2 separate regions of the Anas platyrhynchos genome follow, and region 2 is linked to region 1. The links are chromatin contacts, called in public Hi-C maps. All regions are on one chromosome and are shown on one strand. The core of a region is the stretch at or near the end of the contact, and the rest is flanking DNA. Distances in the headings are between cores, read along the strand shown.

Region 1 (6,356 bases), core at 3,599-6,098:
CACAACATATGCACAAAAACACTTGTCTACAGAAACCTGGAATTAATGGTCTTCCTATCTGGTTTCTTTCAGGCCATTTCTGTTTCAGGGCTGAGCGTTGAAAATAGAGATTTGAAGTACATTGAAACTGCAGCTCTGAACTCTGTGAAGTGCTTAATTCATCTTAATAGAGGTGTTCACTCTAAACCCAAAAAGCTCTTAGTTGAGATTTAGCCTGTGGTTTGATATTACAAATTGCTTGGTGGTAACATTGGTTTAAGATGTTGTCTCCTGGCCTCTTGTTCATACTGCTATGCTGGCAAAACTACTCATGTGGTTGGGAACCAGATGGGAGGAGCAAGCCAACCTCACAAAAAATAAAATAAAATAAAATAAAATAAAATAAAATAAAATAAAATAAAATAAAATAAAATAAAATAAAATAAAATAAAATAAAATAAAATAAAAGGTTGTTGTGTTTGTTTGTTTGTTTAAAGCAGGAAAATTTCCTCAGTCTGGTTCAGAGCCTGGTCACACAGTTTTTTTGGCAGAAATGAGTGGAAAGAGCACTTTGGCATAGAGGGGAAATGAGCAACAGAGGGTGAAAGGTGAGCAGTAATTACAGATTCTGGTAATGCGACTGTGCACTTTAAAATATCAGATCATGATCTGGAAGTGATCTCAGCATGTAAAAAATGCTCAAATACCTCTAAAATTGTTGGTCTTAATCTTCACTTTTAGGTGTCTTGGCAGATACTTCCAGTCTGTGTCCTTATCTCACAGTGTCCAGCCATCTTCAAAGACTTTTCCAGCTTCTTGTGTTTTGCAAGTTCAAAATCTTGCAGCATCCTGGTACTGAAAATGTGGGAATTAACAAAATAATTGGAGCTGAATGACAGTGTAAGTATTGATTGTCACTTCAAGGAATGTATCTTTCATTTCCATAATGAGTTTGTTGAGAAAGATCCCATTTTAATATAAATGAAAGCCAAATTTCATGGTGACTTTGTCAAATCTAGAAGATCTTGTCATTTAAATTCAGTTTGCCACGGAACATAAAGATCACTTGCTGTATACCACATCAAACCATCTAAATACAGAGGTACACTGAAGAATATGGTGAGGTACCTGAGGAAAAAAAAAAAAAAAAAAAAAACATAAAAAGAACAAACTTTCAAGGCACTAGAAAGTGGAAAACTAATCTCATTGAAAGTTTGCTGACACATTCCCAGGAATGGAGTTGTTTGATAAATAAATCAAAAAAAATAATAATAATCCAGAACACAGTGGAATGCCCAAATGATTTCGTTAAAGAAACCATTGCTTTGTTTAATAAATCCCATGGCTTTGATGAAATTTCCGTTTGCAAATCTGAGTTTCATTTGACAGGAGAAAATCTGTATCTCCACAGTCTGTGAAAAAATGTCTTGCCTGCCTTCTTCCTTCTGTCTGTCTCCGCATCAACAGAACAAAATTCAAATAGTTTCCAAAGAGCATCTGGCATATATGCTGAAAACAAAACTTAACATTTCTTCAGCTGTATACACATGTATATCCCAATATTATAACGCTCTAAACAGCTCAAAATCTCAAATATGTCCACTGATTCATGTATCTGATTAATGAAACTGTGTGGTCCTGAGGTGTGAAGTTTTTGCCCCTGAGTTCACCAGGAAGTTCGTTGTGTTTCCGACCTGGCCCATGCTCCTGCCCACAGCCTTCTGCCTTGTGTGGTGAGCTGGGAACCCCTTCTCCCTCTCCATCACTTCCCTGCATCACCCTACACGGCGAAAGAGAGGGAGAGAGGAATTTCTGCTTTGATTTCTTTGCAGAGCCATGCAGACAGAAGCAGCTCAAGGGAATCCTGCACAGCAGAGGTTAATGTGACCCACATATAATTGTGTGAAAAGATGCCACTCTGTGCCTTTGTCAAAGAGGCTTCTTGTTACAGCCCAAGCTATCTAGTCCCTAGCCCCTTCAGCAAAGTGCAGTTTTCTTGCATTAAATCACCACTGCCCTCTTGCCAGCTGCTTAGAGTTTGCACATTATACAGAGGAGATGTATAATATATATTTATATATTTTTAAAATGTGACAGATTGTCTTGGAACATATGTGGTATTGCCTTGAAATGAACTACGTGCATGTGATGGCCAAGCCAGCAGACCTAGCGTATGTGTGTGCGCGCGTGCCTGTGTGCGTGTGGTTTGTGTTTTTTTCCTTCTGTTGGAAATCTGAGAGGCTGGGACACTTGAGCTTTTCATGTTGCTTCTCTCTGAAATATTCATGACGAGTTGACGACCTTGATTCTTTGATACCTGCCATTTATTTATGTGCCACTGACGATAACTGCTGCTAAGTACATATGTCAGTGACATGGTTGAGTGAGTTGGATGATAAGGAGAAGGAGGGCATCTGAGGGATGTGTGTGCTGGAATAAGATTACTTTATAAACTCTGAGGGCATTTTAGGAGGCTGCCATGCCATCTTATTCACCCCCTTTTGTTTCTCTGACTAAAGCCCATTTTCTTTGCTTCTTCTCCAGCTTTTTCCTCTAACTGGGAAGCCTGCTAGCTCATGGCTGCTTTTCTTATAGGTGATCACTGGCTAATTAATCAAGTGAACTGCTAATGAATTAGTCAATTACTCTTACATTTTAAAAAGAGAGAGAGATGCAAGTCTGGGGAGACCCAAGGAATTCCTCTCAAGTGAGAAAAAGATTGAAATGGACTCCAGGGAGCTGGTTAGCTGGTCACAAACATCTTGGAAGTCTGTAAAAGCAAGGAAGGATGAGGGAAGAGCAAAGGAAGGTAAAGAGAAGCTTAGGTGAGCAGGTAAGCGCCAGTATCCACAGATCCTGATACAGATGTGAAATGTAAGCAGGCAAATGTCATTGCTTTTGAGTAATTTCCATTTGGAAGGATTGGACATAAAGTTTTGAGGGTGGAGGGAAATCTATTAACAAAAATGGTTATGAAAGTGATAAAATAATGAAAAATACAGGGAAAAAGGTCCTGAGTGAAAATAAATGCAGTCCAACGTGAACCAGTCACCACTGTGGTTGGCAAAGCCTAGTTCAAGCCAGGCTTTGGCTGGGAAGCAGACCGGTGATGGACGCAGCTGGTCCCCAGCTTCTGGATGCTGAAGAAGGTACTCTGATGGGCAGATATATATTGACAGGTTTTCTTGCACCCGAGATATGAAGCGAGGGAAGCCAGGGCAAGGGAGACAATGCAACAGAACCTCTCCTGTGGGGTCTCTTCTCACTGTATTTCATATATAAAAAAAAAACAACTCCAGCTCCCTCTCTTTTTGGACTTCCATTTTTTCCCTTTCTGAAGTAAAAATAAGCACACATTTATATTGCAGTTTACGTTCTCCTGAACATAATTTTCTTTACTGTAAGAAAAAAAAATGGGGAGAGGAAAGAAAACACCAGGGTAGAATTGAAATGCAAAAAGCACGAAAGGCTTCTGCAGATGCATCTTGAATTTGCAGCCATTCTAGAGAGGCAGGAGATAAGGTGGCTTAGGGAATGCAGCTGAGTCCGGAGAGGCATTTATTTAAGATTGATATCGAACCTTGGAATTGTGAGTGGGAGGTGGTTTTTTTTTGATGAAGGAACAGGATGTTGCCAGGAGGGAGGGAGGCTGGCTAGGATGATTTATTATAAGAGGTCAGTAGCAGGAAGTCACTGGAGATACGCGATGGTCTAAAACGCAGGCCAAGGAACCCGGGTGAGGACACTGCTTTCTGCTCTGAGATTCGGGCTCCTCAAAATAGAGCCAACAAAGTGACTGGGTGGTCTAATTTAGGGTCATCTTTGGTGGTCCCGCATACTACATGTGTTTTGGTCAGCTCCCTTGTCTGCATGTCTCCGTGCACAATGACCCATCCTGCTCTTGGGTCTGTTGCACAGGCGTGTACCGTTAAAAAACAAAACAAAACAGAAACACTGCATTTGGAAGAGAATTTCAGGCCCGTCTTAGGGCAAGAAGTCATTTGGTGCTTATACAGATAATTGTGCACATGGCAGCTACTGAGAGCATGAAGTAGTCATATTTATCATGGGGCTCCCTCCCCCGCAATAAGAAAATTCCCTGCGAAACAGAAATGGAAAGACTGGCGAGAGAAGAGGAGTGACGGCCGGGAGTGACCTTCTTGGCCATAAACAGAATTTGGAAGTTGAGCTGGATGTAAAGCTTTAACTAGTTGTCAGTCTGAAATCTGCAACTCCACGTCAATGTAATGGCCCGCTGAGCTCAAGCAGAACCACTGCAGAAGTCTGTGCTTTTTGATAGTGATGAGCTAAATAAATTACTGAATATTAGGCACATTATCTGTCTAACCTACCTCTGAGTGTCACTTAAGTGTCTTTTACTGTCCTCTCGTCTGACCCAGTCAGACCTGGAGTCCTCTTTTGTTGGGAGCAGTTGTCATTCCTGAGAAGAGAGACAATGTACCTGAGAAACCTCAATTCAAGTGGGCAGGAGTGTAGGAGAAAGGATTTTCCTTCCCTGGGAAATGAAGTGTGGCTTGGAAAGCAGCTGGTGAGCAGTGCTTTGGAGCAAATGGGAGGATGCCCTTTGAATTCAGAGGTCCTTAAATGACTTGCCAAAGGTCATACAGCGAAGTTGGTACAGGGCTAAGTTCATGTCCTCTTTATAGGGGTGAATATCAACCCAATTCTACAATATTCATGTTCAACTCCCAATTATTGCAAACCCAGCTGTGTTGTGGGTTTTTCAGTGCGTTCAAAGCGTGCTGCTGTGCTTTTTCTTTCTACAGCTATTCTGGTTGTCCCTGCTGATAATAGCAGAGATTGGATCTACACAAGGGGTAACATCTGAGCATTTAGTGCTGGCCTTTTATCTAACGTCCTCCAGCCTGTGGTCCTGTTGTCCCTGCGCAGCTTGGTATGTGGTGATGTTCACTCTCCTGCTTACACTCAGTGAATGATTTATCATGTGTTATCAGTAGGACTCTGTACAGTGTCCAGGGACAATGTTTTCTTCCATCTGGTTCCAAGCTGGTGGAACACCCTTCCATATGGTTTTCACATGTGGTTCTCCTAGTACCTCCCTTCTATTTTTTCCCTGTGGATTCATCATTGCGCAGTTTGTATAACAACTACACTTTGTTTCACTTTATAAATTAATCACATACATGAATTAAAACTTCATCAACTGTGGATATTTTTTAAATGACAGAGGAAACCCTCCAGCTGGGTGAATCTATCTTCTAGAAGAAATATCCTGTACCACACCATACTGGAAATGAACTGCTGCAGTGTTTCACAGCACTCTTCAGTCAGATGTTAGGCTGCGGCTTGCTCTGGAGCAATCATATCTAATAATATGTGTGAAAGTCTTTTATTTCTGCTCTGTCATTATGAAGGTGCTATTTGCAGGTTCATTGCATGAGCAGGACAGAGACCAAAAAAGATTTTTTAATGTAAATTGTCATAAGACACAGTGATTTACAAAGACCTGATACTGGGCACTCCAACAGACAAAGAGCTCTGTATCCCCAGCCTTTGAGTTATCCAACCTGCAAAAGGGCTCCTCTGTTAGAATCAGTTGCTGCTGGGTTTACTGGGCTTTGCAGATAACTTTTCTCTGTGGTCTTTGTTGATTTTATGTTAGACCTGGTAACACGCTTTTATCTTATCTGGCTTTTTCTCTTCTTTGCTCTCCGCGTTGTTTGCTATTCCAGAATAAATATGCAGACAGCCTGCCCCTGGAGGCCAGTGCACTGTGTTCCTCCCAGAGAGCATGCAAATATTTGCACCACACCAGGCTCTGAGCCACGAGACGTGAGCAGCCACACAAGGAGGTGCAGCAGAGGGCAGGGGTGGGAAGCCAGAGGGTGTGAAACCAGCACACGGCAGCTGGGGCAGTTGGCGTGGAGCACTTAGCAAGGGACTGCCTGGTCTTCAGAGCAAAGATGGGGCACCAGGGAAAAGAGGATGTGTCTTTGGGGGTGTATGCGTAAATGTGCATGCCTGTGTGAGTTTGTGGTAAGGGCTGTATATGTGCTGTGGTGGGTGTCATCTGGTGAATGCACGTGGGCAGCAGGTTCTCGTGAACAGCAGCAGGGATGGTACTCCAAGCCAAGTGGTATTTTCTGGCGTTATCCATCTTGCTTCCAGGCTCCTGTGTTTCAATACAGCACATGGCATGTGTGCATGCTTCTGTGTTTCTGTGGGTTTGAAACGGGCATGGTGGTGTACAGGGTGTGTGTACTACCCGTGTGACACGTGCTGAGCTGAGGCACTTTGTCTCAAGTTTTCTGCCCTTACAGACACACCTTAGATCTGTTGAGAGGTCAGACCTTTTCTCTTCAAAGAAGGCCAAGACATGATGGAGCCAGAAAAAA
Region 2 (6,505 bases), core at 640-3,139, 97 kb after region 1:
CTGGACATTTTTATGTAATTCTGCATCTGCTTTAGGACACTGATAGGTTTAGATTTCTGCTACAGTATTTTGGAGTTTTTGTGGCTTTTATAGTTGTCTTAGGTGGGCTGGGAAGAGTTTTTGATGTATATGGGAAAAATACATGATTGTGATCACTGGAACAGGGTTTGTGAACATGTGAGCCCGTCCAATGTGTTTCTGTGGGCAGGTTGCTCAAACAGCAGCTGAGCTGCTCACCTAAGTTTATCCGTGCTCCCCCCTACTCCCCAGCGATGGTTTCATACTAACCAAAATGGGACCTACCCCTGTCTTTCCCGGTTTTATAGGTAATTTGGAGCAGAAGGGAAAACGTTGTGGCTACAGCTGAACTAGATTCTCTCCCTGGCCTTGCTACAAGTTTTCTGAGAGGCTACAGACCAGTCGCATAGTTCCCCGCTCTGCCCTGGTACTGTTATTTGTGAATTGGGAATAATTAGCCATTTTTTGACAGTCACATCTGGTCAGACCACAACCAACTGGAGCTTAACTTTAAAGTATGTGGCCAGATGCAATAGCAAGATGTTAGTCTGAACATTGGCTTTGTCTGATAATTTTCATAGCTAACATATCAGACAACTTGAGTGCAAGACGAATATGACTTGTTTCTGAGTCTGGTCTAAACAGTAGCTTGGCAGTCACGTATTTCTATACCAGAGGAATTTTTTATTTTATTTTATTTTTAAGCCAACATAGTAGTGCTGCAGCACATGTGAGTGGCACTGATTTGGGGCTGGAGATGTTAATAGCTTAAATGTCATACAGGAATTCGAGAGGAAAAAATGTGGAACCTTTTCTCCCAGATGAGAAGTAGGAGGGACCCTGAGGAGATAGGGATATCCTCTGAGTCCTCTGGATTTTTTAGAAGGGGATGTCTAATACATCTAGCTAATGCCAGTTCTTCCACCCCAGATTACAAAACCCACTTGTCCACACTGGTAGAAAGAAAGCTGTTAGAGATGCGTGCCTCTAATTTCTTAAAAATCCCTGCTTACTCCCCTGTGTCCCACGGGTGCGCTGTGCTGCTCTTGCATGTCTTAAGCAGATGTGCTGGGGAGGACGGCAGGACCTGAGCCATCACACCTCTCTGCAGGATAGCTGGGAAGCATCAACCTGACCGTGCTCACGCTTCAGATCGTTTACACAAGCTTTGTAAATCCAGTGCTTTGGGAATACGGCTGTCCTTGCCTGGGAACGCACAAATGAACTAAGCCTGCTACTTCCATGAAGCATGGGACCAGTGAGTCACATCACACGGATTGCCTTACATAGAAAAAATCCCTGCTAGGTGTCAGAGGAGAATGTGCTTTGTGCCTCTAGCCTCTGTGGTTGGGCAGCACATGCAGTAAAACTGTTCTGGATGTGCGGCGAGCCAGCCAGGGCTGGGAGCTCTGACCAGATCACAGGAGCCCACGAATCCTACACAAATGTCCAAAAGCTTTTCGGTGGGAAAGGAGGACACAAAATAAACTCAGGCTTGTAGCCGCGTTTGGCAGGGCTGTGATTTGTCCCTTACAAAGAGCACATTTGCTAGACACGCTCCGGTGCACGTTTGATGCACCGCAGGCTTGGATGGGGTTGCTGCTGCTCATGGCAGGACACCCGAGATCCCAGACCACCTCCCTCCCCATCCCCATCGCAGAAACCCTTGGGGAAGCTGAAGGCTGATTGCAAAGTTGCCTGTGAGCTCGTTATATTGGGATCCTTAAACCGCTGCGAGTGCTGTTGGATAATGTGTGGATAATTTTTTTTTTCATGGCGTTTTATGAAAAAGGAAATCAGGCCTGGGCTGGTGAGGCTGAAAGAGCAGGGAGTGGATGGGCTGTCAAGGGTCAGCCTCCCAATAGCCCTGTGATCAAAGGCTGCTCTCAGCAGCATGAGTTTATAGGCAGCCAAGACAAACAATGAACAACTTTATCTCCTTTCAGGAAAAAAAAAAAAAAAAAAAAGGCTTAAGTTCCAGGAAACCATTTCTGGACAAGACAACTTTTGGTGGTTGTTCCCTCTCTCTCCTCTCTCTCATATAACACATCTATTTCTACTTGAAGGATGATAAGAGGGAGATGGCAGAGCAAACATTAATGGGGTTGTCCCGTGCTCTCAGTTGGTGTAAATAGGCACGGACCCAGGGAAGCTGAAGCAGCGTGGCCAGCTGCTTCCTGCTGAGAATCTGGCCTTCACCAGCAGCTGTCACTGGAAAAGCAGCAGGGAAGCTCCAAATTGAATCGGGGCCATTTCCACGAGTTCGATCCCTTCTCTGAAGGTGTTGCCTCATTTGTTTGCAGCTGGAGGCTTGCCCGTTTGGCTGTCCCAGCTGTGGCCTCCAATGTCAGCTGGTCAGAACACAGCTGGCCAGTTTGGAACACGTTGGCTTCGCTGTCAGCTTGCTGGATAAAGGGAACAGAGGGGAAAAATATTTTGGGCTCCTGTGTACTTGATTATTTGTTTGGGAGGAGAGGAAGATATGAGAAGAAAGCCTCTCATTCCTAAAATGGAAAAAGTTGCAAAACTTTTAGTTGGGTTTGGATCCGAGGGAGAGGAATCTTCTCAAAATGCAGAGTGTTTTTGATTTAGGATTTCCTGTTGGATGCATTTCAGAAAGTTAGTTAAGTCAGAAGTGGCCAGATTCTCAGCTTAGACCAAAGCTGCAAAGCTCTGCTGATAGGAACCAATATCGGGCAGTGACTCCAGCTGAGGATTTAGGCTCGAGGTATGGTGGCGGATCGAGATCTCTCCTCACTCGTGGGTTCGGCACAGGAGTAAATCAGATGTTTGATCCTCCTGAGATGCAGACACCCCCAGTGAGCTGGGGGGGCTGTTCTCAGCAGATGTAAATATCTTAACGTGGCGTGGGCTGTGAGGTTTGTCGAGGTGTTTGCTGTTGGCTGGCCTGGGCAAATCAGACCTGGGGGAGGTGGGAAGCCTCCCGGCTGTCCAACCAAACAGCCTTGAGGATTCTTGTAGACATCGCTGCTCTCTGTGCTACATATTTATACCCTTCTACACACTGAACATGGAAAATATTGTGAGAAAAGCTTTCCGAGCCAGGATTTAGGGCTGAGAATAGAGGCAGAAAGCCCTGGGGGCTCAAGAGAACATATTTCCATAGTCTTTCCAGATGTCCCTACAAAAAAAAAGTAGCGGAGAGTTGGAAAAGTGTGGCTGGCTCCAGCGATGGGTGCTCCTGAGAAGCTACCTGGGATCGTCGCCTCGAGGTGTAGGAACAGGGCCATGGGAAGGGAGCTGCTGCTGGAACGAAGACTGAGGTGCCCAGAAGTGCTTCCCCCTCTCCCCCTAGGGACAAATCCAGTCTCACGTTATGGATTTGGAGGTGCAGGGGGAGAGGAGGAGCTGGGCCCAGGCCTGCATACCGAGGCTGGTGACAGCACCAGGACTGTTCTCCTCGTTCTCCACCCCAGGGTCCTGCTACACAAAGCCCATGAAGCTGTGAAAACGCAGCCACCCCGGGGAGAAAAGCACTCATAACTGGGCTCCTGCACTCTGGCAGAAAAGCCTGAGCTGAAGCAGAGCCATGTTGATGGCACGGTTTTGGTTTGGGTGCCTTTAGCTGTGTCCATTTTCTTTTCTCCCCCTTCCTCCCGCCTCGGGAAGGAGCAGCTGCTGGAGACCTGCATGTGAGGAGCAGATTCACAGGGCTGGGGCAGGCAGACAGGAGGTCCCGGATCCTTTTTTCCCTGGCTGACACCGTTGGTGCAGGAAACACTCCCAAATCCCCGACCTTTTGCACCCATCAGCCAGGGCTGGGCTGCGCTCGCTGCTGCCGTCTCTCCCCGGTGCCTGATTCTCCCTATTCACCTCCTTTCCATCCCTCTTCCTTTCTCCCACCCTTCAGAGTCAACACTGCAGTGGCCCGTGAGTGACAGCAAGAAACGAGGGACTTGATTTTGTTGAACTTTATTGGCTTGCAGGCCTTTGTTTTAAGCCGCCAGCATTCGGCTCACTGCCTGCTGCTCCTGCCTGGTAGAAGGAGAAGCTCCAGGAGCGCAGCAGTGGCAGCCAGACATAGAGAATTAGGTGCCTGATTCCCCAGGGATCAGAGGGAAATTCAGATCTCCAGCTCCTAAAAGTGAGCCCCAAACACCCTTCATTTCCATAACGCGTTTCGTTATTTCTATGACGTTTCTGCCTAGCTCATAGGCTTGCAGGAAGGTCTCGAGGTGCCCTGCAGATGCCCCAGGTTGGGCTCTTTGAAACCCCAGTGGCCGGCAGACCTGTGGCTTGCTCACAGCACCGGGCACCCTGAGCCAGCTCCTCCACCCTGCTGAGTTCCCCCCATTCTGCCGCTGCTGCGGCGAAGCTGGAAATCCAGTTTAACCATCTGCTTGGGAATTCCCCTGTAGCTGGAGGGGATTGAGCATTCTCACACCCCAGCATCGAGGGCGCGGTTAAGGCGAAGGACGCATGCGTGGGATCCGTGTGCACTGCCTAAGCCAGGCTGACCCCCCAAAATGTCCCTTTGGAATTGGGGCACCCGGTCAGGACCCAGCACGGCATTTTGGGCTGCCCCGGATTTCCACGGGTGCCCATGGCACCCTGAAAGCTCGGTGACTGAGTTTGGCTGTGCTGGGATGGAGGCGAGCGTGTGATGTGCGGGTGTTGTCAGACCTCCCCGTCTCACTGGGTTGCAGGGTCTGAAGAAACCTGGATGTTTTTTTCTCTGAAAGCCAAATGTCCAAGGAACAATGCACTCCAGTAGAAGAACTTGCAGGGGGGGATACTTTCGAAAAGGCCAAGAGCTCCCCCTACAAGTAAGGGCTTCTCCAAGGTCCGTGAGCACCTTCAGACATCTTAAAAAGGGTTTGCAGCGTAGCACTGTTAGGATCCAGTCCTCCAGCCTCTTACAGTGGACATCATATCACCTTTGCTGGCAAAGAACAAGCTGGAAGGCCCCAGCTGGGCAGCACGTGGCAGCAGCACGTGCTCCAGAGCCGGGGAGAAGCCCATCACACTGTGACCTCTGAGCCCTAGTCTGGACTGCGGTGGGGCTGCGGGGCTTTTGGCAGCTGCGGTTGGATTTTTCACTCGGTACCGTTTCTTCACATAAGCAATTGTTTGTTGAGGCTGGTGGGGAAGTGACTGGTAGACAGAGGAGCTTGGGGTTCAGTGCTGATTGTGAATTTTGGGGAGCCCAGGTAATGATAGGACAAGAGAATGACCTGAGTGAACCGTAGTAGAGCTGAGAGCATCACCAGAAGAGAGGTGAGACTCTTCCCTGTGGGATCTGGAGCTTTACTCTATCACCTAAAGCTATAGATTGTTAAAACACCAGGACCGTGGGAGGCCAATATTAAGGTTACATACTGCAGCAGGATTTTTTTTCCTTTATGTCTCTGATAAAGCTACTGCTGAGAGCAGCACACCGCTGCTGACTGCCTCTCAGTGGGTCATTGCCATGCACCAAGGGCAGCAGTTGGAGACTTGCTCTGTGCTGGCTGTGAAGGCTGCTCTTGTGACTCAGTGGTCAATATATTGGATGAGTTTGGATCCCACAAACAAATCTGGATTGAGTTAGAATTGCCCAATGACCTATTAGTACAATGTGCTTTTTTTTTCCTGGCATGCTCGGGTTTTTTCTCTACCCCGAAAGCTCTTCAGTGCTTTTCAGCAGTTCACAGATAGTTGGGAAAATGTGTTGCCTTCGTTCTCTGCGTGGAAGGAAATATCTTCATCTTCTGCAGGTTTTGTAAGCTTAATTAACGAAGTGAAATTGCTTTCAGATTCTGTTTTCCAACAGTCAAAACATAAACTGTCAGGCTTGCTTTGGGTTTTCTTTTATGGCTGAATTTTGGGAGAGAGGGAATAGAAGAATGAATATTACCTGCTTCTTTAATGGGTGAAAGCAGAAATCTTTTCATGAAAATTGACTGACTTGATGGTATTTTTTTATGGGGAGGAGGGAGGATTAGGGTAAAGAGCAAAAAGAATAGCTCTAGTTAAAACTCATTTTGGCAAGTAAATGCGTATCAACACACTCGACAAAATTCCTCTCTGCCTCTGTTCTTGCTGGATTTATTCAGATGCCGTAAACCTCCCAACTGCATTTTCTTTTACCAATATGTTTTTCATTTTCCATGTTTTGCCGCTGTTTAGGACCTTATCAGTTCCCTGCCTGATGAGAGAAGCTTCTGCTTTTTCTCCTCAGATGTACCCGCTTTCCACGGTCGAACTTAAGCATTTAGCCATTATTTTTGGGTTGTTTCCTTGCAAACTGAATACTTTTCTTCCCTGCCCCCCCCCCTCCGCTGTTTAGCTACACAGTGGGGAGTGTAGAGGAAGGAATATATAGAGCTCATTTATTTTTAAGTAACTGTAACTAATGGCTTGATCAGCTAACGTAGTGGAAAATATGCAAACTGCTCGGAGGAGAGTGGATGTTAAAAATGTAACTTCAACATTATTGAGACATCTTTCAGCTCTAATGACAGAGCGAATAACAAACACGTCAAAA

What was found. Hi-C and Micro-C count contacts between places; a contact is called where the count stands out from the background.
Region 2: a Hi-C map of liver shows a contact between it and region 1, with 4 times the contacts expected there. The contact joins two enhancer-like sites. A contact is called at or near these places in 2 of 8 Hi-C or Micro-C datasets (liver and skeletal muscle).

Annotation. Positions count from the first base shown.
Region 1 is chr16:6,544,788-6,551,143 of IASCAAS_PekinDuck_T2T, forward strand. LOC101805192 (a long non-coding RNA gene) reads left to right here. Exons shown (of 17, transcript XR_011803855.1): 15 at 480-587; 16 at 721-879. Among named protein-coding and RNA genes, the nearest start is that of TBX3, 150 kb to the right of the region's middle. Within about 2 kb of position 4,849, at least 1 of the 8 cell types and tissues checked has an H3K27ac peak or open chromatin away from gene starts, as enhancers often do.
Region 2 is chr16:6,644,967-6,651,471 of IASCAAS_PekinDuck_T2T, forward strand. No RefSeq gene overlaps it. Among named protein-coding and RNA genes, the nearest start is that of TBX3, 49 kb to the right of the region's middle. Within about 2 kb of position 1,890, at least 1 of the 8 cell types and tissues checked has an H3K27ac peak or open chromatin away from gene starts, as enhancers often do.